Regions from separate parts of the Mus musculus genome. Here regions 1, 2 and 3 are each linked to region 4. The links are chromatin contacts, called in public ChIA-PET and HiChIP or PLAC-seq maps. All regions are on one chromosome and are shown on one strand. The core of a region is the stretch at or near the end of the contact, and the rest is flanking DNA. Distances in the headings are between cores, read along the strand shown.

The links. ChIA-PET counts read pairs in DNA pulled down with a chosen protein or histone mark. HiChIP or PLAC-seq counts read pairs in DNA pulled down with a chosen protein or histone mark.
Region 1: an H3K4me3 HiChIP or PLAC-seq map of bone marrow-derived macrophages shows a contact between it and region 4, with 5 times the contacts expected there. The contact joins the enhancer-like site here to the promoter of Wdr78 in region 4. A contact is called at or near these places in 1 of 39 promoter capture datasets (pre-B cells), 1 of 484 Hi-C or Micro-C datasets (LSK cells), 2 of 115 datasets of contacts at active chromatin or transcription factors (both in bone marrow-derived macrophages) and 1 of 9 other capture datasets (adipose tissue).
Region 2: an RNA polymerase II ChIA-PET map of memory CD8 T cells shows a contact between it and region 4, with 77 read pairs. The contact joins the enhancer-like site here to the promoter of Wdr78 in region 4. A contact is called at or near these places in 2 of 39 promoter capture datasets (neutrophils and pre-B cells), 3 of 115 datasets of contacts at active chromatin or transcription factors (bone marrow-derived dendritic cells, bone marrow-derived macrophages and memory CD8 T cells) and 1 of 9 other capture datasets (liver).
Region 3: a contact with region 4 is called in an H3K4me3 HiChIP or PLAC-seq map of forebrain, with 4 times the contacts expected there. The contact joins the promoter of Sgip1 here to the promoter of Wdr78 in region 4. A contact is called at or near these places in 2 of 39 promoter capture datasets (cranial neural crest and maxillary cranial neural crest), 1 of 484 Hi-C or Micro-C datasets (nephron progenitors), 3 of 115 datasets of contacts at active chromatin or transcription factors (astrocytes, embryonic hindbrain and forebrain) and 1 of 9 other capture datasets (adipose tissue).

Annotation. Positions count from the first base shown.
Region 1 is chr4:102,645,280-102,650,788 of GRCm38.p6, forward strand. No RefSeq gene overlaps it. Among named protein-coding and RNA genes, the nearest start is that of Gm52667, 79 kb to the left of the region's middle. Within about 2 kb of position 1,997, at least 34 of the 459 cell types and tissues checked have an H3K27ac peak or open chromatin away from gene starts, as enhancers often do. A contact at or near this core is called in bone marrow-derived macrophages and pre-B cells, where this site is marked.
Region 2 is chr4:102,627,792-102,633,817 of GRCm38.p6, forward strand. No RefSeq gene overlaps it. Among named protein-coding and RNA genes, the nearest start is that of Gm52667, 61 kb to the left of the region's middle. Within about 2 kb of position 1,975, at least 23 of the 459 cell types and tissues checked have an H3K27ac peak or open chromatin away from gene starts, as enhancers often do. A contact at or near this core is called in memory CD8 T cells, where this site is marked.
Region 3 is chr4:102,755,406-102,761,493 of GRCm38.p6, forward strand. It overlaps Sgip1 (SH3-domain GRB2-like (endophilin) interacting protein 1), which reads left to right and starts at 4,730. Exons shown (of 26, transcript NM_001285852.1): 1 at 4,730-5,160. The coding sequence starts at 5,151.
Region 4 is chr4:103,111,296-103,117,172 of GRCm38.p6, forward strand. Wdr78 (WD repeat domain 78) reads right to left here and starts at 3,004. Exons shown (of 17, transcript NM_146254.4): 1 at 2,815-3,004. The coding sequence starts at 2,861. It also overlaps a transcript of Mier1 not described here.

The DNA.
Region 1 (5,509 bases), core at 747-3,246, 470 kb before region 4:
CCAACACACACACCTTTAATAAAAACTAGGAAATAAACATTTTGGGGGGCAGCCTCAGCAAAGGTTCTGCAGCTTTAGATTCTGCAATTCTCCCAACTTGTTTTATACAATGACTTAGTTTTTAAATTATGTGCTTCTACACATGAAGGTCCTGCTGATCAGTTCCTCTAAGGATTTGGAGGGATCATCCAAAAAAGTCTTGGCTGATTTCGTAGGTAGACACATAAAGCATTATATTTGGTCATAAAGACATCAGTACCTGACACTTCACATTCTCATTTGCATTTGGAAGTGATTGTAGCTGGAACTTTGATATCAATGTGCCATTTACAATACTCTCAAATATGTTGCGCTTTTCTTTCCCCTATAAGTACATAAAGGATAATGAATTGTTTTACTGAGTTTTATCTAATACTCTGCAACTTTCTTCCTGACCTTCATTTTCTATGGATACAAGATGAGACTAGATGGTTGAGTACAGTGTCCTAGGAAAGTGGATCCCTCTCCCTCTCCCTCTCCCTCTCCCTCCCCCCCTCCCCCCCTCTCCTTCTCCCTCCCCCTCTCCCTCTCCCTCTCGCTCCCCCTCCCCCTCCCCCTCCCCCTCTCCCTCCCCCTCCCCCTCCCCCTCTCCCTCTCCCTCCCCCTCCCCCTCTCCCTCTTCTCCTTCCTCTTCCCCTCCCCTCCCCTTCCCTTTTCTCCCTCTTTCTGAGTATTTGATGGTATATACAGACACTTTCCATGCTACCTCAAAGGAACTGTTTACTAGCTTGCATTGGGAGGAGACCAGGGATGCTGACTATCTGCTCACACTGCACAGGAAACCTTCTCACAGAGAGCATCATTTGTCCCCCAAAGGCAGTGGCCAAATCCTTGTTTTAAGTCTCCTGTCAGTCTAGTGCTCTTCTGCATTGTGAGTCTTCTTGAAGCTTCAAGGAGGAGACACTGTCAGTTATGGAGGTCTCCAGGAGTGGATAGTTCTCACGGTAGCAAGTAAAACACAGGAAGGATTCTCTATGGCTGCTCAAAGTCACATTTCAGTCAGAAGCTTCTCACACATCAGTGGGTGCTTTGATGACACCTTGATATCCCTGTGACCATCTCCTCCTCCTCCTCTATTGCCACGTTAAGTTCTGTATTCTACAGTGGGGCTGGTGGCACATGCCTGCTGTCTCAGCACCGGCTACATAGCCAGTGCTATATAGCAAGACTCTGTCTTAAAAGAAAAAGAAGCCATATTCAACAATCCCTGCTTCTGACTCAGGATCTTGTGACTTGTGGCCAGCCTGGCTAATATGGGTCTTTCCTGCAGTAACTAAACATCCTATCAACCGAGTTTTTTCTTCCTGCCCAAAAATTTCCTTAAAAGTCAAATAATCTTTCCTTTTGGCATTAATGCCTCATCTCTAATATTGAATAATCCTTTTCTATCCTCTCTGATATACCTGGGTCTGTTGGCTCACTTATCTATCTTATCTATCTATCTATCTATCTATCTATCTATCTATCATCTATCTATTTACTTGCTTACTTACTTACTTACTTATTTAAACTTCATAATGATCAGAGCAGTTGGAGATTAAGCCATCCAGACAGTAATACTCCTTTCTCATTATGACTGCTACCCCCTCCTCCAGTCAATTTTTAGAACAGATTCACTTCTGTTGCCTTATCTCATCAGCAGGTTCAATAGAGTGTTAGATAATTTTATTTTTCCTGGGACTTAACTGAGGATGGTAAATTCACTACTAGTGATACTTGGATAGGAGAAAGATCAATATTGCCAGTGTTTGCTGGGTTAAATTTAAGGGAGCTATTCTATCACGTGGGTGTAAGTGTGTTTCAGGGTAAAAGAGCAATAGCAACCAGACACCTTCTGGAATTCTTTCCAACTCTAAAAGGCAGGGGAAAAAAAAACACTGAAAAACATTTTGGTGTCACTGAGAGTGTGTCATTTCTATTGAAATGAGGAAGTTCGTTTTTACAGTTCAAGTCAGGAAATAGTTTACATCCTCTTAGTGTTTAGAGTCACTGCAAGATTATGGTCATTGATGTGATCTCTGATAGCACTTTAGTGTTAGCAAAACCAAGTCATTAGTTTATTTATGAAGTATATATTAAGTTTGAATGATGTTCTTAATACAAAATCATTATTTCTGCTTTGAAGTCCAGCAACACAGGCATTATATGATAATATGAACATGTCACGGCAACCTAGTGATTTTATCCAAAGAAAAGAGCAGAGGGTAGAAGGACATAAGAAGACCAATAGCAGAAAAAAAATTCCCAATTTCCAGCTATACTAGTAGAGTCCTGAACGTGTGCTTTTGTGGATAAAAATGCACTTGCTTAAGTCAAATGTGGGACCATAATGGCCCCAGGTTACAGAAGAGTGGTCAAGGGAGCTTCAACCCAGATATCACAAACGTGAGAATGGCAGAAATTGGCTACCTCCCCCTCCTAATCTGGTGCCATAAATCCTACCATCAACCCTAGCAGGAATTTATTACCCTAATAGTTAGGAGGCTGCACTTTTTGTTTGACCTTATGAGGTTTCCCCACAAACACATCCTACATTCCCTGAGTTTGTAGATGAAACATCTTCAACACCCCTGTCTTGGCCAGTGGTACTCAGCCACACAACCCTTGCCCCAGAGACCCTGTCCACCTCCCCAGGGATACAAATTCCCCTCCCCTCAAATGAATGAACCAGTTCTACAAAGCTGCTCTGGTTGTGCTTATTGCCCGTGCATTCATTACCACTCGAGATCCCACCAGCACCCAGATAAGCTTTCCTCCCTCTAGGCCAACTTGGTGCATGCACAACAGGCCTGGGTACCCAGAGGGAGGAGGAGTCATGGGGCAGCAATCAAACACTTATTATATATTGCTTTCATAAACTGTAGCATTGGTATTATTAGGAAAATGTTCAACATTTAATCCTGGAGGGAAGAGGATTTCATAGGGTCCTACTTCTTGGGGAACCTTTGGCAGTTAATGGCTCCAGGAGGACGGGTGTCATTTTGTATCAGTGGTACATCCAATGAAAAGTGGCCCACGTATCTATAAATAGCCTTCCCCCCTTGTGCTTACACAAGTGACTCTAATGAAACCAGTGGGACGTGCGTGTGCATAAGCACACATACATACACCCACACACACACACACACACAAGTGAAAACTGGGAGAAGACATTTTGGAGGGAAGGGGCCTTCAGAAAGTCAGAAGGAGATAGAAGAGATGGGGTAGGGAAATAGTTTTAAATGATTTTGTTATGTAAAGACATTCACCTACAGATCGTACATTGAGCATACTTCACCCCATACTTCCTAAATCATTCTTCTTCCTGTTAGTTTCCCTTGCTCCTCAAAATAATTTCACTTTTACTTTTGTGAGTTGTATATGTTTATGTATGAATGTGAGTGTGTATGTCTGAATGTATAAGTCCACAGTCTTATATATGTATATAAAATATAGAAACCAGGTATAAGAAAATATATGAGAGTTGTCTTTCTAATACTGGCTTAATTTGTTTAATTTTATTATCTTCAGGTGGATCCATTTTCTTGCAAATGACAGAACTTAATTTTCTACTGTTTAAAGAGTTCCACTGCATGTGTGTGTCCACTGCATGTGTGTGAGTGTCTGTATGTATGTATGTGTATGTGTTTATGTGTGTGTGTCTATGTCTGTGTCTGCATATATATGTCTGCCTTAACCAATGTTCTATTGCTGTAAAGAGAAACCGTGACAATAGCAACTCTTATAAAACAATCATTTAATTGGGAGCTGGCTTATAGCTTCAGTAGCTTATAGCCCATTCTCGTGGCATGAAGCATGGTAGCACACATGGTGCTGGAACAGCAGCTAACAGTTATGTCCTGATTCTTGGGCAGCAGGCAGCAAGAGAAAGTGAACCTGACAAGGGCTTTTGAAATCTAGAAGTCCACCCCAAATGACACACTCCCTCTAATAAGGCTATACCTCCAAATCTTTCTAATCCCTTCAAACAGTTCCACTGCTTGTCAACTAAACATCCAAATATATAAAGGCTATTCTCATTCAAACCTCTGCATTATATACCACCTTAAAAGGTACATTCTAATTGTATTGGACATCTAAGTAACCTAGTTACTGTGAATACTTCTGCACTAAGCATTTTGTATAATTGTCTCATTGATGCGTTGATTTGGAGTACTTAGACGAATACCTACAGGCAGTCATATAACACATCTACTTTTTAATTGTTTTGAGGAACATCCAAACTGATTTCTATAGTGGCTAGACTAGTTTACAATGTCTGCAATGTCAAAGTGAATTCTCTGCCCATGCTCTTTCTAGCAATTGTTTCCTGAATAACAATCAGTGGGCTCTCAGTGTAGATTTAGTCTGCAATTCTTTAATGGTTAATGAGTGTGAACACTGTTTCATGTGTTTATTAGTCATTTGTGCTTCATCTGTTAAGAACCATCTGTTCATGCCATGCGTTCTTTTAATATTCCAGATAGTAAGACTCTATCAGCTTTAGAATTATATAAAAATTTTCTTCCATTCTACTGACCACTTTTTCAGCCAATTAGCTCTCTTCTTTGCTGTACAAAGATTTTTACATTTAACTTTTTGAGGTCTCATTTGTCAATTTTTGGCCCTTTATCTTAAGTCCCTGAAACTTCAGTTCTTGCCTATGCCTATATTTTGAAGTACTTTAATTGAAGTTGGTGCTCTTAATGACTGAACCATCTCTCTGCCCCCCTCTGACAGTTTAAGATCTTAGAATAAAGTCTTTAATGCATTTAGAGTTGGCTTTTATAATTCATTAAGATTTATTTTATTTTTGATTATGTTTATGTGTGGGTATCTATGTGTATGCAGGCACACCTCATGGAGGTAAAGTTACAGGCAAAGTTGTAACCACCTAACATGGATTCTGGAATCTAAACTCAGCTCCTCTGCAAGAGCAGAGCATGATCTTCATCACTGAGCCAACTCTCCAGCCCCAACAGTTGATGTCTATACAAGGAGAGAGATGGGTATCTAGTTGTGTTCTTCTTCCTGTGCATGCCCAGTTTCCCCAACACTTATTAAAGAGCCTGTCTTTTGCTCATTGTGTATTTTTTGCAGCTAGAACAACATGGCTTTGTCTTGCTGCTCTATTCTGTTCTTTAATCTAAATACCCTGTTTTGTTTCATTGCCATGCTGTTGTTATTAGTATAACTCTGTTGTTATTAGAATAACTTGAAACCAGGCTTGATAATATCTCTAATATTATTTTTTTTTTTGCATAGGATTGATTGACATACCTATTGTCTTTGGTACTCTGATAAGAATTTTAAGATTTTCTTCTATTTCTATGAAGAATCACATGGTAATTTTGTTTGGGATTACATTGAATCCATATATTGTTTTTAGTAGAATGGCTATTTCCCCAATATTAATTTTACAATCCCTGAGTATGGAATGCCTTTGCATTTTATTGTGTCATATTTAATTTCTTGCTTCTGAGATTTGAAC
Region 2 (6,026 bases), core at 725-3,224, 480 kb before region 4:
ATAGTAAGGCACTTCCTCACTATGTAAAGGAAATGTCGGGATACAATCACAGAATATTTAACATTGGAAATATTTTAGAATGAACAGGAAGGAAAAAAGAGAAAGGCCAATTACTTCACCTTTCATAACAGATACTTCACTTGTTTGTGTACTATAGAAACTCTGAGCACCGGGACGTGCCAGGCAGCACGTAGGCTGTGTGGAATCAGGCTTCCAGAGCACTGAGCAGTGTTGTGGAGAACACAAGTTGGCTATGGCCTTTGGCTGCTGTGGGATGGACTTTTACTGAGGAACTAGGAGGGCAGGCTTGGGCTCCAAATTCATTTATCAGTTTTGACAAGTGGGTTGCCTTATGACTCCTTCACAGCCCAAGATGATGTTAAACTAGAGATGCAGAGACAAGCTCAATATTAGACACAAATGACTGCAATGGCCACCTGGGATTCCTGCAAAGGGAAAGAAGAGATTATCCTTCATACTGCGGGGAGGTGGGAGAGGGAGGAGAGGGAGTGGGATGCTAAGGACTGAGAGATTTCTTCAGAGAGAGAAAGAGAGCTAAAAGTGAGCCCTTAGGCCCAGCCACCCCCAGGGTTTTATTTTAAATCTCTCTGGTGTAGGGTTATCTTCTCTGGTATAGGGTTTGGCTGGATCTGATATCCATCAAGCATTTGTTAAAGGGAATGATTGAATCAATTGTCCGAGAATCTAAACTGGCAGAAGTAATGAATGGGGGTGGGGCATTAAGATTCATCAGTTCAACTTGAGACTCAAAATATATGTAAAATAGAGCTCAGTGGGTTCAAAAAGCTTATAGATCCAAGGATCTTAATTTACATAAAATATTCTTTGCAGAATACAGAGTAAGACCTGAGAAGACTGAAGAGACAGTTTCTCGCTTTCCAAAAAGCTGGGCTTCAGAAATGCTAATTTCATACGATTACACTGGGCCAAACCCTAGAGAATAGTTTTCCAAGCATTTAGTCACGAAGAGAGTCATTACTGGGGCTTTTGTCTGATAGGGTCACTAGACTGCCTTGAGCAGAAATCGGTTAAAAATAGTGTATTTAGATTTTGGCCGCACATTCTTCAGCTGTGACTTAAGGAAGTTAGGTGAATGATAAGGCTTCAGAGTCATCGTCAAACTCTTACCTGAATCTATTCACGGTGCATTAGTCAGGCCAGCATCATGGACTCATGGAGCAGAGTGACTCTCTGTCCTGGCCAGTTATTAGAATAATCAAGAGGACTTTAAAACACGCCATATCTGTCCCATCTCAGAGACTTAGATTTTATTTAGTTGGAACACACAAGACCCATTTGAGTACTCAAAAAAACTCCCCAGTGTTCTAATGTACAAAGGTTTAGTACGTTTGTCTTAATGTTCTGTTCTTACCCACAACTAACTTTTAAAATATATTTTTAAAGAAAAGGTTGGAGACTAGGAAGTCTCCTGAGTTATATTTGGAACTGAGCTCAGATGGGAGTAATGGAATTAAGTTTATAATGAGCAAACAGGGATGTTACCAAGTTAATTCAACTGTTGAATGTGCTTGCCCTTCATGCAGAGGACCCAGACTTGATTTCGTACTCACATGCTGGCTCACAACCATCTGTAACTTCAGTTCCAGGGGTGCTGACCCCCCTCTTCTGACTTCGACAGCCACCTGGCATGTGCATGATATACATACCTATGTTCAGGGAAAAAAAAAAACTCATACAAATAAAATAAAATAGATAAATCTTAAATTATCATTTAAAAGAAATGAACAAGTAAGAAACTTCCAAATGTCCAGACAGAAATGAGAGAAATTTTCTGGGGTCTCCTGATAGAGCTAGTGGTGTGCCAGTCGGTGTCTGTGGATGTCTAAGAGCTAAAGCAACCGAACAGTGAGGGTGCTCAGACCCAGTGCTGCCTGCATCAAACCCTCTTCACCATGCTGAAAAAACAGAAATTCAGAGTAGCTTTCCTAGCCTAAGTTGGTGCTGAAGTGGGAAAGGAGAGCTTGAAGCTGTGACCTGACTGACTCCGGTGGCTCAGGCCTTATCTACTGTTGTGGTTATTCGTGTTAACTTTAATTTTACATTGAAAGGGAAAATGAAAGTCACTACAAACATTTTAGAGACAGAATCTGAATTCTGGAGATACTAAGCATCTTGCCCAAACACACATAAATATTACTGTGGTAAAAGCACACCTGAGACATCTGGGGCTTTATCTTGTTTTGGGGACAAGAATTTCACACACACACACACACACACACACACACACACACACAGTGCAGGGTGGCCCTTGAACTCATAACCCTCCTGCAGTCCTGCAGTCCTCTGCCTGGTAAGGTATTAGTTTTTGTTTTGTTTTGTTTTGTTTTGTTTTGTTTTGTTTTGTTTTGTTTTGTTTTGTTTTGTTTTGTTTTGTTTTGTTTTAGAGGGAAAAAAGGAGGCAGAGAAAGAAGGGGATGGGAGGGGAACAAGAGAGGAAGTGGGGAGGGAGGGGAGAGCAGGGGAAGGAAAGGTGGGATGGGGGAAGGAGGAGAGAAGCAAGGAAGGAAGGCAATCCCTGTTTTTCTAGAGAAAAAGGAGCCTGGCCAGGCCCTGGCCAGGTCTGTTCCACAGAAGCCGATTGTGTCTGGAGGGAAACCCCCAAGGAAGCTTCTGGGAAATCCTGAGGAAGAGGTCCACCTTCAGGAGCGACGATGGATTTTTTTTCAGTATTTCTGAGGCTACCTCAGAGGCGTTTGTTAAGTGAAAAGATTAATTCAGGCGGTGACCTCCTCTATCAAGAACAATGTTAAGGGCTAAGAATCTACATTTGTTTTCTGTGACACAGAACAGCGCTGGCTTACAGACACAGAAGCAGGCAGGGAAGGCATTCCACAGCAAAATGCAAACCTTTGCAAGGAGTTCATTTGGAAGGACCCTCTCATGTGTTCTGCCACTGGCTCTTATCTACTTGAACATGAAAAATCTCCTAGTTGGTTTTTAGTTACCACCTTACTTCTATACTCTGTCTTGTCTCTCTGTCTGTCTGTCTGTCCTCTCTCTTTCTCACCCCCCCCCCGTGTGTGTGTGTGTGTGTGTGTGTGTGTGTATGTTTGGATAGGAGGTCCCAATGAGGGCTAGGATGGCCTCAAACCCCTGCCTCTGTCCCCCCCCAGGTGTTGGGGTTACTAGAATGTGCCCCCCCCATGTTAGGGTTACTAAAGTGTGCCCCTCCCCAGTTGGGCTATGCTTTTCATTTACTCTCGAAGCTTTCCCATCCCACCAATCTTTCACCACATGTGATGGAGTTGGCTCTCAATACTGAGCACAGAGATTATGTGAGACAGCACATAGTACCCACTCAATGAGCCACAATTTATTGCGCTATCAGAGAGATACATAAGAGATAAAACAGCTCCATTAGTCCCTTTAGTGTGAACCAGGTGTCTGTAGGAATTAAGAGAAGGTCATAAGGGGTATCTGAAGGGAAGGGGCACCTTTTCTATGGATGATGGTAATTCCGAGCATCCACCCGTCTGGCCCAGTTACAGCTCCAAGCCTTGGTGGCTATGTGTTGCAGTGTTCCCAAAATGGGCAGACTGCTTTCTCTTCCTCTCAAGACCAATCAGCCTGGAGAATGGGAACAAGGGGCACAGTCACTAGAGAGGCATAGCACGCTGAGGGATGGAGCCTGCTCTACATGCACCAGGTATATGATTTCACCAAGGCCTTGTGCCCAGGGACTTTACAAAGGAGGGAACATAAATTCAAAATTGTGAAACAGCTCATGCAGGGGACTCAGTTTACCTACCTGAAGACAACTCACCTCTTGACTGCCTTGGGACATGGGGGAAACTTTAGGAATGTTAGCACAAAGGCATTTAGGAAGGATCCGCTCATCCTCAGACTCCCTATCCACAGCCCTGTGGAGGCCTCCCCTGAATCAAGATAACAGTGCTTCCCTTCCCCACTTGTGGGAGTTTTTGTAAAGGGCAAATTTAGCCTCTGGGCTCTGCACTTTTAATTGTGAGCCAGACTGCAGATTCATAGAACGTTGTGTGTCTGGGTCTCTAGGGACAGCATGTGCAAACAGCAGCTGCTGCTTCTTTCTCCCACACTGCCTTTTGAAAGGGTTGTAACCCCAGTCTGAGGAGCTGAGCACCACACCTTCCCCCGTCTGAGAGGACATCTGCAGTCTTTAAGGCAGGGCCCAGATGCCCACATCTCTACAGGAAAGGGTGATCTCTCCTTGCCAGGCCTGGCATAAAGATACCTGATGCCAGGGAAGGACCTGCCATCAAGTGCCAGTACTGAAAGATGATATTAGCTTTCCTTGCCCCAAATGAGTTCAACAGTTTTCTCTTCCTGGGAAAGAAGCTGTCTGCACCCAAGTCTATTTCTCTTGGTGGAGGGGGAACAAAAAGAGCCTCCGTGAGCCTGCATGCTGTTATGTAGGGAAGGAACCTCGAGAGCACTACCTGTGTATCCTCTAGACTTGAGATAGGACTTCTTATCCAAACTCCTAGCCGAGCTCATGAAAGGCATGTCTGATAGAACTGTCTCGAGCTTCAGATCTTTTGTCACCTGCTCAGAGTGAGGTCTGACATTTACTTTATATCCTTCTGAAAAAGATTTGCCTTCAACTACTGTCATCTCAAGGTCCTCATTGAAGAATTCTCAGGAGAGTATCTATTAAAGGTGTCACAGGAAGGCCTTTGATTACGTTTGACCTTTCTTGATTACAGGTGCCAGTTCCTTATGATTCAACCTAAATACAGCAAGGCAAACACATTTTGAGCTCAGACTAACATCAAAATTGCTTGAAGAACCCTTGGTCAAGTTCCCTTGAAATAGACACTGAGAGGAAGACGTGCCCAAAGGTCTCTCGGCAGGCACTGTCTGGGACAACTATAAGGAAGGAAAGCAACAGGACCGGCAGAGAGAAGTGGCCTATAGGGAGACAGATGCCTCAGTCCACACCCTAGGGAATCTCTGTACGTGGCGTAGCTCTTTAGCTTGTCCTCAATCTCTTTGCTCTTTGTAACTATGCACATACCTGCCTCCAGGAAGTGGTTTATGTATCATCTTGGATAGTCAGTTATCATTGTTAGAGAGAGGGGAATTGTTTTTTTAAATTCTTTATATATGTTATATGTTATATATGTTATATGTTATATATGTTATATGTTTTATGTTATATGACCACAGTTTCCCATACCTCCACTCCTCCCAGTTCCTCTCCCCTAGATCCATTCCTCCTCTGCTTCCCTTCAAAAAAGAAAAGAACAGCAATCCCAGGGGTATCAACCAAACATAGCATAACAAATAAGGCTAGGCACAACCCCTCATATCAAGGCTGGAGGAGATGACCCAGTAGGAGGAAAATGGTCCCAAGTGCAGGCAAAAGCATCAGAGATACCTCCCACTCCCACTGTTAGGAGTCTCACAAGAACACCAAGCTATACAACTGTGCAGAGGACCTAGCGCAGACCCATACAGAGTCTATGATTGTTCCTTCAGTCTCTGTGAGTAGCTATGAGTCCTGCTTAGTTGATTCCGTAGATTGTGTTCTTGCAGTGTCCTTGGCAGCTCTGGTTCCTAGGCTCCTTCCTCCTCCTATTCGGCGAGGTTCCCTGGTTTTGTCTAGTGTTTGGCTGTGAGTCACTGCACCTGCTCCCATCAGTTGCTGGACAATTGGATGAAGCCTCTCTGACGACAATTGGGCTAGGCACCCATCTGTGAGTATAGCAGAGGCTTATTAGGAATCATTTCATTGACTTTTTTACCCATTTGGTTCTATCCCTGGGTCTCAGGATTGCCCAGCCCCTGGTTCCTGGCAATCCATGCTGTGTCAGATGTGGGCTCACTCTCATGGTGTGGGCCTCAAGTTGGACCAGTCATTGGTTGGTCACTCCCACAAGCTCAGTGGTGCCACCATTACCCCAGCTCATCTTTTAGGCAGGACATAGAAGGTAGAAGGTTTTGTGGCTGGGTTGATGATGTCCCAGTCCCACTGTCTTTCCCAGTTATAAAACATGGCTGGTTCA
Region 3 (6,088 bases), core at 3,480-5,979, 350 kb before region 4:
CGTTTTGGATCTTTTGTTATCCTGAATAGGGCTCCCATGCAATGGTTATGCTCTGATGGTAGTTAGCAATCAAGACTAGGGTTTTTTTTTTTCATGATCTTTTGGCTGCAATTTTAGCCATATTTGTGTGTGGGGAGTCCAATTATTTCAGCAGCAAGAAATTCTTTGGGGCTTGTCATCAAGGAAAGAGCTCTCCCTAAAAGTGAGAAAATTTGGGCATAATCTAAAGTGCTGCTTATGTTCTTGAGCAAAACCATGTTCCCCTAAGAAAATAGATGAGATAAAACCAGGGTATTTGGTCTTTTCTGACAAAATATTCGAGTATGTTTTTAATGTGAAATGGAACTCTTGTTCCTTGGACATTCTTATAATTGGGTTAATAGCATCATCTTTTTAAAGGGCACAAAGCAAACAGCTGATAAAGCTGTGGAGAAACACATCTGGCCTCAGGACTGGCCTGACCACTTTTGCTACACACCTCTTCGTTGGTCCTTCTGAGGCAATCTTTAGCTACACATTTAGTTTTTCCTATAAACATAATGACTATTGGACAAATTTTCTGAATCAACCTTTCTTAAAAGAAGATATATAAACAACCAGGAGGTATGTAGAAGATGTATAATCCCACTAATTACCAGGGAAATGCAAAACCAATTACAATTGTCTATTAACAAGAAAAACATATCAGATTCTGATGAAGAGCTGAGAAAAGAGAACTCTTAGTAGTAGAAGTGCAATTGTAAAAACAATAGAAAGCTTGCTTAACTGACAGAGGACTACTTGGTTTGGTAGTTCTACTGCATATATATTCATTCAAAGGGAAGGAAAGTAGTGTGTTAAAGAGACATCTGCACTTACCTGTATTTTGCATTATTATTGGCAATAACCAAGATATAGAATCAGCCTGTGTCTATCAACAAATGAACAGCTAAGGAAAATGTCACATACATATATGACTATTCACACACACACACACACGTATATGATTATTTATACATAGTGGAGTATTTATTAATCAAAAATGTACTACTTACTGTAGCACGAGGAAGGTTACAGGACATTAGCCTAGGTGACATAAAGTCCCTCAAGTACAGAAAGATAAATCCCACAGATTCTCATCATATGCGGAAGCAAACCATTTGATTTGACTGATGTGGAGAGTAGAACCATGTTATTGCAGCATGTAACTGTAAAGGAATGGGTGAAGGGAAGATGGTTAACAGGGGTGTGTGTGTGTGTGTGTGTGTGTGTGTGTGTGTGTGTGTGTAGCAATGCAGCTGGCTAAGTGTAACCTCTAATAGTCCATTGTACAGTAGAGTCATACAATTGATCATAGTTGTATACTTCTAGATAGCTAGTAAGAAAGATTTTAAATCACTCCTCTCTTACACACACACACACACACACACACACACACACACACACACACTCTTCTTGACATGGTAGATGTGTGAATTACCTTGCTCTAATTGCTAAGCATGCTACATCTGCTTGTATATACTGCATTGTGCCTCGTAAGTATGCACAATGTTACATTAAAATGTACATTAAAAAATTTTCAAAATATATTAAGAACAAGAATCTTTGAGATGCTTGTTGATGGACACTTAGGCTGGTTCAATGTCTTGGCTATTGCCAATAATAACACAATATACAGGTAAAAGCAGATGTCTCTTTAACATACTACTTTCTTTCTTTCTGAATGTATGCCCACGAGCGAAACTACCCAACCACGTTGTAGTCCTCTGTCAGGTTAAGCAAGCTTTCTATTGTTTTTTCAACTGCGCTTCTACTAACAGTGTGTAAGAGTTTTCTTTTCTCAGCTCTCCATCAGACTCTGTTATGTTTGAGTCTTATTGTTAATAGATAGTTTTAACTGGCTTTGTATTTCCCTGGTAATGAGTGGCAGTGAACATCTTTTACATACTTCCTGGCTGTTTATTAATCTTTCTGTCTAGCTGTTAGGCGTTCAATCCTAATACCAAACTGGTGTGAGTATGCAGTAAATGTGAGAGGCTTCTCTCTGTTACAGTTGAGCCATGGCTGGAATCAGAGTCAGCAGACTCTCCCTGCCTGCGATCTGCAGCCATGGTCCATCTCCTGCATTTCCTGCTTCCATTTACCTCCAGACCTCACCTGACCAAACTTCGCCATTCAGAGTTCCTTATTAATTTTATAATGTCCACCTCAAGTTCACCCCATTTTTTCCCCTGAACTATGCTAAAATTTCATCAGCCTTGTATTTTCCCAATTAATCTTGCTTGGCTCTGTTTTCTCTTCAGCAACTTTTCAGGCATCTCCCACAAGCTGGCCCTCTGTCTCACCTTATCTTTCACCACTGTTCTCAGTGGGTGTGGCTCTCTGCATTCAGGTCTCTGGCCGAAACCTTCTGGAGCCATGAGCCAGCCCTTCTGTGTCAGTGATAGTAATTCTGCAAGCTAACATAGAGGACTTAACAAAGCTGTAGACACAGCACTAAGTAACTTTCAGGCAGAGTCTCAGAACAATTCTGGGCATATAGTAAGGCATTACCACAGATCTGCTTTATTGCTATTTATAGCAGAGGTTCCCAACCTTCCTAATACTGTGACCCTTTAATACAGTGCCTCATGCTGTGGGAACTCCCAACCATAAAATTATTTTTGTTGGGACTTCATAACTGTACTTTTGCTACTGTTACAAATCCCAACGCAAATATTTATGTTTTCTGATGGTCTTAGGTAACCACTGCCATTTGACCTACAAAAGGGTCACGGCCCACAGGCTGAGAACCACTGGTTTATAGGCTTGTGGACTTATTCTAACTTCCATTTTATAGGTAAGAAGCCAAAGTCCAGAGTTGTATAACTGGCCTCTGTTCTCAGACCTCAATGAAGAAGAGACAGGATTCCATTTCATTGTTTGATACCAGTCTCCATCCCTGTTGTTAATCTTCATTAAAATAATTTGCTAATCACACACACACACACACACACACACACACACACACACACACACACACACATCCTTTATTCAATAACCCACCACAGTTTTTAGAGCCAATCAACTTGCCCTTAAGACAAGTGTTACTTTGTAATCTCTTCCTTTTAAAACTCTACGGCCTCATAGGCCTCGGGAAAAAGCCACGAGCATGTATAGCTCTCAGGAGACTTTAATGTTTAAATGCAGAAGCCACAGAAAGATGGATCCTTGTGGGAAAACAATGAGGCTTTTAAAAATTATTATTATTGCTATTATCATTAATTATTATTATAAAACTCTTGTAAGTTACTAAGAAGCTGAGTTGCTTTTTGATTTTGACTAATTCATCTCTTCGTTCGGCCTCTTTAGTATTTCATAGCCACCAATATCTCGTATTCCCTCTGGAGGAAAGAATCAGACTATGTCGAGATCTGGGTAATACTAAGTGAGGGTGTTATAAATGATCAGCCCTATTGTTAGTTTCTGACCTGATCTTCAATAAAGAGATTTTCATAGCCCCGGCTTTGCTATTCTTCCTTAGTTTAAAGACCTTTCTCTAGCCTTTTCATCATCTGCTCCCTACAGTGATAGGCCTTCCTTACTCGATTCAATTTATTTCTTTTTGCTTTGTTTTAGCCTGGTTAAACCCAGGATCACAGGACACCAGGCCTGGGAGTCCCTCCCTTTGAAGGACTCCTAGGACTTTTGATAGCACTCAGGTGACAGACCCTCAGCTCCACCAGACCTTGTGCCTGAACCTTTCCCCATTCTAGCAAGTTGCCAAGGCCCAGGCTCCGCCCATTCCTCCAGCGCAACCTGGACCGATTGCCTTCCTCTCTGGATTTCCCTTGGGGTGAACGACTGGGCTCCTAGGCGACTGAAGACTGCAGGAGGAGCGTCTTGCAAAACCTGCCATGTAGCAGCGGCTTCAGTTGGCAGCTGTAGCCGAGGCTGCAAGCGAGGCTCCCCACCTGGGGCAGGCGTCTGCCCAGCTCGGCTGGAGGACGCGGTGACGGAGGGCCCCCGCAGCCCCGGGGTCGCGGCTGCGGAGCGGAGTGCGTGGGAGGAGGCGACTCGCGCACGCCTGAGGCGGCCAACGCTTAGACTCTTGCCTTCAATCCCCCTCTCCCGCCTCTCGCCCCAGAAATGAGCTGGAGCATCGCCTGTTTGATTCCAGAGCCCGAATCGGGTGGGTTCTTTTGTTTCTTTGTTTTAATGACAGTTGCCAGCCCTTGGGCATGTCATGCGCAATTAATTTCCTGCTTCCTTTCAAGGCAGCTGGGATGAATTTTTTTTCCTGCATCATCCTTTGGGGGATGGTTGTTTATGATGTGACGTCAGCGAATTGATTTTTCTCTCGTGAATGAGAGGAAGAGACACACAAGGAGAGACAGAGAGACCTAGACAGAGAGACAGGGCGCGGGGGGTGTGGGGGCCAGAGAGACCTAAAGAGAGCGCGAGCCAGCCACAGATGACAGATGTGCACAGAGGCCAAGCGCTGACATTTGAAATTCCTTCAGGTCAAAGTGAGGTTGGAATGGGAGTGTAAACGTGTGTTGCTAAGATCTGGAATTACTAAGAAGTGTTTTCTTAAAAAAATAAGTAAAAGAGAGAAAAACGAAAAAAAAAAAAAAATCCCTGGGATCAGCCTCCTGGGCTTCTTTCTTGCTGGCATCCCCTGTCAGGGTGGCAGTTCAGATCATCGGGCGCCCCAGAGCCGCAATAGGCTTGCAAGGACCACGAGGAGGGGCGGGGGAAGTGCGTCACCAGGTGGGGAAGGGGCTGTGTGTTTGGAGAGGAGCGGGAGGCAGTGGGGGTAGCGAGCAATGGGGACGGGAAATGGGTTCCGTGCGCTCTCCGGGGGTATTGTGTCAGGAGATGCAGGCTGGCTACCATGTGACGCGGTCCAGAGCTGAAGGGATTGGCCGAGGCAGCGCAGGCGGTGCAGCTCGCCGGCTTGCTGTTCCTCTCTGCCTTTCTCTCACAGCATCTTCCTGGGAGACTGTAGGTGAAGCAGCACTAGCTGCATCCATGGCCGGTCTTTCGGGTTAACACTTGTCTCCTTTGGCTTGGCAGCAAGCAGAGCAGACCTCAGCGGCAGCTTTGTGAGGACTTAGCTGGGACCTGGAAGCGTATCCTCCTGTGTTTTTTCTGACTTCTTGGAAAATAAGGAATGCAATTCTGCCACCATGATGGAAGGTAGGATTCCCTCTGCTGTGGTTGGCTGGCTCCAGGCAAGATTTGGGTAGACCAGTATGGAAGAATGCATGCAGCCCGTGGTGTCTGTGTCTAGAACCTGGCTGCCAGGATTTTTGCAAGCAGATACTGCAGCTTGCTTGCAACCGGGCCCAGGCTTAGACTAATGGAATCAAACCACAGGGTTTCTGTCTAGCTCAGAATCTCCACAGCTCCCAGCCTCTTTGAAAAGAGAAAAGCCTAAGTGTTTGCAGAGAGCTGAGGCAGCCAAGAATAAGGTCTCAGAACAAACAAGTTGGGGAAGAAGATAAGGGGTTTCTGTGGAAGGTTAAGCACGCTGGTTAAATCTTTGCAATGGAAAGTATTTTCCGAAATTGATATTAGACAGAAGAGGTCATCGAGAGAGTTATCTATGCTGGCATTTTCAGTGAACTGCTTACATATCTTATAAGATATTCTGATCTTTGAGGTTTGCATTATAGTATTGGAGTGAGGGGTGCAACAAATTTGGTTCATAAACTGGAGTTTTATGAGGGCTGTCATTGCAGCAGAATGAACGATCTAAGAAAAAGACCTGGGCCTCTTTGCTCCTTCATCAGGTTCAGACCAGTTCGTAGAGGAAATGGCTCTTAGTTTAGCATCAAGTGATTAGTTGCTGATTATCTTACTGCATTTAATACTAAGTGTAGGGAGGACCTTCCCCTGGGAGATGCTATTTAAACTACATTTTATTCTACCAGCTTGCCCTTTCCAGTCTAAGATAGTGACAGCCAACATCACCTCAGAAAAAGCAACAAATTGGTCAGAGAAGAAGCAGACAGCTCTATGTTGCCTTTGATTATCTGTTTTCACATTGCAGGATGGGGTAAAACTCCTGGCCTTTCCTAAGATGACAGGCAGAAATTTTGGACCCAGGCTAGATTTTATAATG
Region 4 (5,877 bases), core at 1,754-4,253:
GATGAGAATGTGTAAGGAACTGGAATAAAACAACTGGGTAGAGAAAGGGGTAAAGAGAGTTAAAGGTTGTTTTTAGCACAATGGGAGAGTTTGTGAAGCTAATAGGAAGATTGCAATGTGGAAAAAACAAGAAAGCAAAAACTTGGTAAATTCCTCAAGAGATATTTTATAAAATTAGAGATAAACTCTAAAAAAAAACAATGAGAGACAATAAGTTAAAGCAATAACTAGGCTTGAAATGTTGTGTTAGTCAGGTAAAGTTATGGTAGCTCACATCTCTAATCTTATCCTATCTTTGGTTAAGGACCATGCATTTATTACAAAGGCCATTTTTTAAATTTCCGAATTTCAGCTCCTGTAAGAGTGCAAGCTAATGTTTTGGGAAAGAAGCCACACCTTACACTGAACATTCTACAAAGGCTGATTAACAGATTAAACCTCAGGGATTATGGAGAGGTTGTAATGTTTCGAGTACAGAGCCTGTTTATAACTTACTTACTTCCTTTCCTTTGGCCCTCAATTGCCTTTTCTTGCCTACCACATCCTTTTGATTACCAGGTGAAATCCTTTGGAATGTACTGGCAGACCACTGGTTTCCATCAACTAAAAGGCCTTAAGACTGTTATCAGAGTACCCAAGGGCTATGACAGAAAGTTCCCCACTCTGCTGAAACCTACCAGCATCCCTGTCCACCAGTGTATGTAAAAAGTGCCTTGACTTACGATTTGTCATTCCTATCAAGTCTCATGAGACATTTACCACACTGGAACCTGGTGTTTAGGAAACCTGAATGCCTGTTCCCAGGCCATGGTCACTCACACTAAGCCCCAGAGTAAACCATCTTATCCCCTTTGAAATGAAAATCATGGTAGCTTTTGTGTTTGTTTTGCATTAATAAGTGTTATATCATTTTTGTCTTAATTTGTATAAATTTAATTTAGTTTCACTTTAATATCTCCATAAAGGCAAAACAGAAATTAAGCAAGGAAAAAAACTTAAGTAACAAGCTACAAATGTGTATGTATCTACTTATTTGTTCAGTTTACCAATGTGTACTAAAGATGTTCTCCATTCTAGGTAAGAGTCTACAGCAGTGCACAAAACAAAAGAGGACATAATATGAGCTGGGGGGGGGGGGGGCACACCCACAATCCCAAGAGGTTGGAGGCAGAGGCAGGAAGATCTCTGTGAATTAGAGCCAGCCTGGTTTACAGAGAGTTCCAGAAACCCTGTCTTGAAAAACTAAGGAAAAAAAAAAACCTGGAGAATATAATATACTCATGGGGATAAACTCGAAGCGTAATAGCGTTCCTGGCCTATGTGTGTGTATATGTGCGTGTGTGTGCGTGCTGCGGGATGTTACATCATACTCAAGGGGCATAATCCAAAGCCAGATCCCGTGGGGACTTGGAAGAAAGGGAGCTCAGAGGGAAAGGGAAAAGCTTAAGGAAGTTTTGTGCAGACTACTATGTGGAGGGTGTTGGCAAGCAGACGATTCAGCCAGCTATTCCAATGCAGAAATGACTGTTAGGTCTGGAGAGCACAGCTACTTGACGAAGTGAAGTGGCCCTCAATGCTTGGCAGTAAAGATGCAGGACCCATACCGAGGAAGTGCAAGGGTTGCAGTTTAATGAACTGGGATGGCTGCGGACTGGAAACAAAGGGGCAGTAAATTACAGCGCTGAGGATGAATTTCGAGCACACTGGGTGTAATTGCTTCAGTTTTGTTTTCTTGAGAGAGATCTTGAAGAGATAAGAAAACTTGTGAATCATGCATATACTTAACTTTGAAAGGCACAAGGCAACAACGAAGTGAACCACCTGCCTCCACAACACATATTTAGGAAGGAGACAGATTAGTAAACTATTTTGAAAAAGAAGGCCAGGCCAGGTGGCCCAAGCCTTTATTTAATCCCAGCACTTTCAAACCAGTTCCATATCAGCCAGGGCTACACAGGGCGAAAGACCCTGATCTATAAACACAAACAGACATTGATACATAACAGCAGAAACTAGCCACGAGCCTAGTGAAGATTGAAAAATGTCCTATTAGCTAACTGAAGCATTTCAAAACTCAGTAAAGTAAGTGGTCATTTAGATCAAAGCTGGTGACTGGCTAGTTAACAACTAAAGTGCCAACCGACTGTTGTAAGCTATTGGAAAGCGCTTTTTCGGAGAAGCGATGTAAGGCTGAGCACTTAACTCAAGGGCAAATGCAAGGCTCTCTCCTCAGAACTTTCAGTAAGTTCAAAGGGCGAATTAGCTGAGAGGATGTTGGAAGAAAAGATGTGGCTGCTCTGGGAAGACCGCAAAACCACTGAAATGTTCGAGCATGAAAGGGGGAATATTTTAATGAAAATTCAAACCACTTCCAAGTTCAACGCCACACGAGTCCACATTATCTTTGGGCCTTTCTCCTAGCTTAGCGGCATGAACTAAGCAGTTAAGAGTCTTAAGGTAAGCTGGCAGAAAGAGATGAAAAAAAAAAATCCTCTGCTGGCGTACATATTAAAATTAGCTTTGGTTGCTCAGAGACCAAGGAGCCAGAACACGAGACAGCTTGGAAGTTGAGAGACCTAATGAAAGAATACAAGAAAAAGCGCTTGGAAGAAATAGGCAGGGTGGTCCTCGACAAACTCCGGTCTAGCACGGCAGCGGGAGTTTTTACACAGACCGAATCAAGCCAGAGGATCCGGCGCTGCCTGGGGGGCTCCGCGGGATCGAATGCGTTGGGAACCCCTTTCCAAACCGAAGGGCTGGCTGTCTCTCCGGGATCTAGAGGAACGGGCCACACGGATCTAGTGCGGAACTTACGCGGCGAAGCTGGCCTGCTTGCGGGTGCTCGTCGGAGAGCTATGCATGGTGGTGACTTTTTAGACCAGGGCTCGGCGCCCCCTTCCCCAGCAGGTTCGGCGATGCCCGGACTCCCAACTGCCCGCTCAGCAGCTCAGGAATGTTTGCCGGGCGCCATGGCGACCGCGGAGCCTGGCTCAAGAAGCGGCCGCGCGGTTGGCTGGCCGCTCGAGGTGGAGGAGGAGGGCGGAGGCGGAGGGGAGGGTAGAGGGTTGGTGGAGCTGGAGGAAGCTCGGGCGACGATTCGGAGGAGGCGGGCGGCCCAGGCCCTAGGCCCCTCCCAGGCTGCGAGTCTCCCGGCTGCAGGCGGATGGATGGGGCGTCTCCAGGCGGCGGCGGCAGCAGCGGAGGCGGCGGCAGCAGCGGCGGCTGTAAGTGCAGCCTCCACAGACCATCTTACCCATCCTTCGATCGGGAACCGGGGCCCCAGGGGCGCTCGCAGTCTCCTTTTCCCCACTTCCCCTCCCCCCACGGGAGAGCGCCGCCCGGAAGACTCCTAACTTCCGGGGCGGGGCTGCCCGAGTGTACCGGGAGGGCTGGCGGCTTGGAGGCGCTGCCGTCTGGCGCGCATGCGTAGTTTCCGCCCCGCCCCTCCCCGGTCTTTCGGCCTTCGCGGTGGCGGCGGCGGCGCCCAATCTTCGCCGCTTCCGCGGCGCGCCGGGATTACGCTGCGGAGTGAGTTTGCGGGGCGGGCAGGCCAGCTCCCGCCCTTTTCGGTCGGCCCTCGCTCCGCGGCAGGGGTGTGGCTTCCTGGCCACTCCCCCGTGGCTCCACCTCTGTGCCCCTGATTTCTCTAGCTGTCCAGCCAGTTGAGGTTGGCTCTCTTAGCAGAGCATCCCTTGAGGTGATAGGCGCAACCTGGGTCAACCTGCCGTTGTCGGAGGGAGCTAGAGGGGCGAGAGACTCAGAGACAGCATTGCAGGGAACCAGCCGCTCCCAGTGCCTATCTCCCCCGCGAGTGGCCTTATTCTTTTAGCTTGTAATGTAGATGCTTGCTGGCCTGGTTCCCATCTCTGGTCCTTGCATGTTGTGTGACCTTGGGCAAGTCTCTTCCCCCACTCCCGGGGAGGGCTTCAGTTTTTCTATTAAACCTCAATTTTTGTAATTTTGCAGAAGACCTTAGGCAATTTTAAGACCAGCTAGGTTTCTAAGACCGCTTAACGGAGATGACCCGGAATTGACTAGACTTTTCTCAAATCATGGGTGAAATACAGAAATGTAATTATTGGGTTCTTTGTAATCTTTAGCATTGCTTATAAATTGCAGGACTCAATCTTTGTTTCATTTTGCTGAAATTCCCACGGGGCGGTTGACCTGGTTCTGGGACATCTTTTGAAAATGTGAGACTGAGTGAGCTTGAGGTAACTGTCTCTGTCTCTTTGCTACTGAGGCTTTCTTTCCTTTAATCCAGATGGTGTGGTGGCTCGATTCTCCCAGTGCCTGGCTGAGTTTCGGACGTGGTTAAGAACCAACTGGTTGAGGTTCAATGCAGACAAGACGGATGTGATGCTGGTAGGCAAGGGCACGACTGGAGATGAAGGGAGGGCAAAGGCAAGCTCCCTCATGTAATAAAAACATGATTATTGTCTGTGCTGGTGTTGTAGGCGTGCTAATGGCCAACCCTTCCAAGACTTTGGGTGATATAAAAGTGACATCAGCAACGTTAAGATTTATAACTAGTTTGCAAATATTGATAAGATGATAAAATAAGGCCACTGGATGAAATTATATGAAAAAGATTATGAAAGGAACCCAAACTATCCTTTGAAGGGTCAAATTTCTCTACGTGTTTTAGGATGGCATTAATAAAAGAACAAAGGAAAAGATAATTTCTGTTGGTTGTGGAGCCTCCATATGTAATGTGCTGCTGTGCTTTGCATCCTGTAGTCCTGCCCACTAAAGTCAAGATAAGTTCAGAGGTCATTGAAGAAGAACACCATTCTAGGTACTTTGTCTTCACACATACAGTGTAGGCTGTATTTCCTAAGAAAAGTTTTAGGAAGGAGTTCAGAAAATAGTTTTCAAAGAGGACTCGTGGACTTGAAAATGTTACATGTATTTCTTGATGTACTTTGAGAGCTACTCTTTGAGTTGCATAAACAGATATGCCTAGAAGTCACAGACATATTACTAGTTTTTGAATCAGGTGTTGGTGCTGAATAAAAGGTTGTATATCTTAGGCAAATGTAAGTTGTCAAGGTAGTTTTTGTTGGTTGAAGTACTAATTGAAGTCTAATTGTGATCCTAAGTATATTTGTTAGCAACTAGATATCTCGGGAGAGTGTGTGTGTGTGTATTTGTGAGTGCATGCATGTGTGTGCATCGTGCATGCATACACATACATGCACTGTCATACATATGTCCCTTATAGCTACTGTAAGTTGTTTAATAACTTTTTTATAGTATTGGAGCTTGAACCCAGGGCCTCATATGCTAGGCAAGTATTTTACCACTGAGTTCTACCCCAAGCCCTCATTTTATGTTTGCATTGAGAATTCAGTAATTGCCATGAAAAAAAAATACACTACTGGAGAGAATAGTTGTGAGTAGCTTAACGTGGTAAAAATTAATATTAATTTTCCTCAAAATAAGGAGGCTTCTTAGGTTTAATTAGGCCTAATCTAGTATTCCCTTTTTTTCTTTGTTTTTAGAAACCAAAAACCTTGCATAAAAGTTGGAATTAGCTACAATTTTATTTTTTAGTTTAACTCATTTTAATATAGAACTCTAACAGACTCAACTACATTGGATATTAGTGGATGTCACATTAATAAATTCTAATGATTTTGATCAGGTTATTGGTGAATTTTTCCTACGCATTTACTCTGCCATGTCCTGCTTTCAGATACATGTTTTTTGTTTGTTTTCTTTTCTTTTTTGTGAGCCCAAGAATAAATTTTGGCTGATTACATCTGAATACAAAGAGAATGCCTCGTGGACTTAGGCAGAGTACTGAAGAACTGGAGTGATGGGTGAAATGGATGGAGAAGTCACTTCTAGCTTTGCAGGCAGGGGAGAATGAGC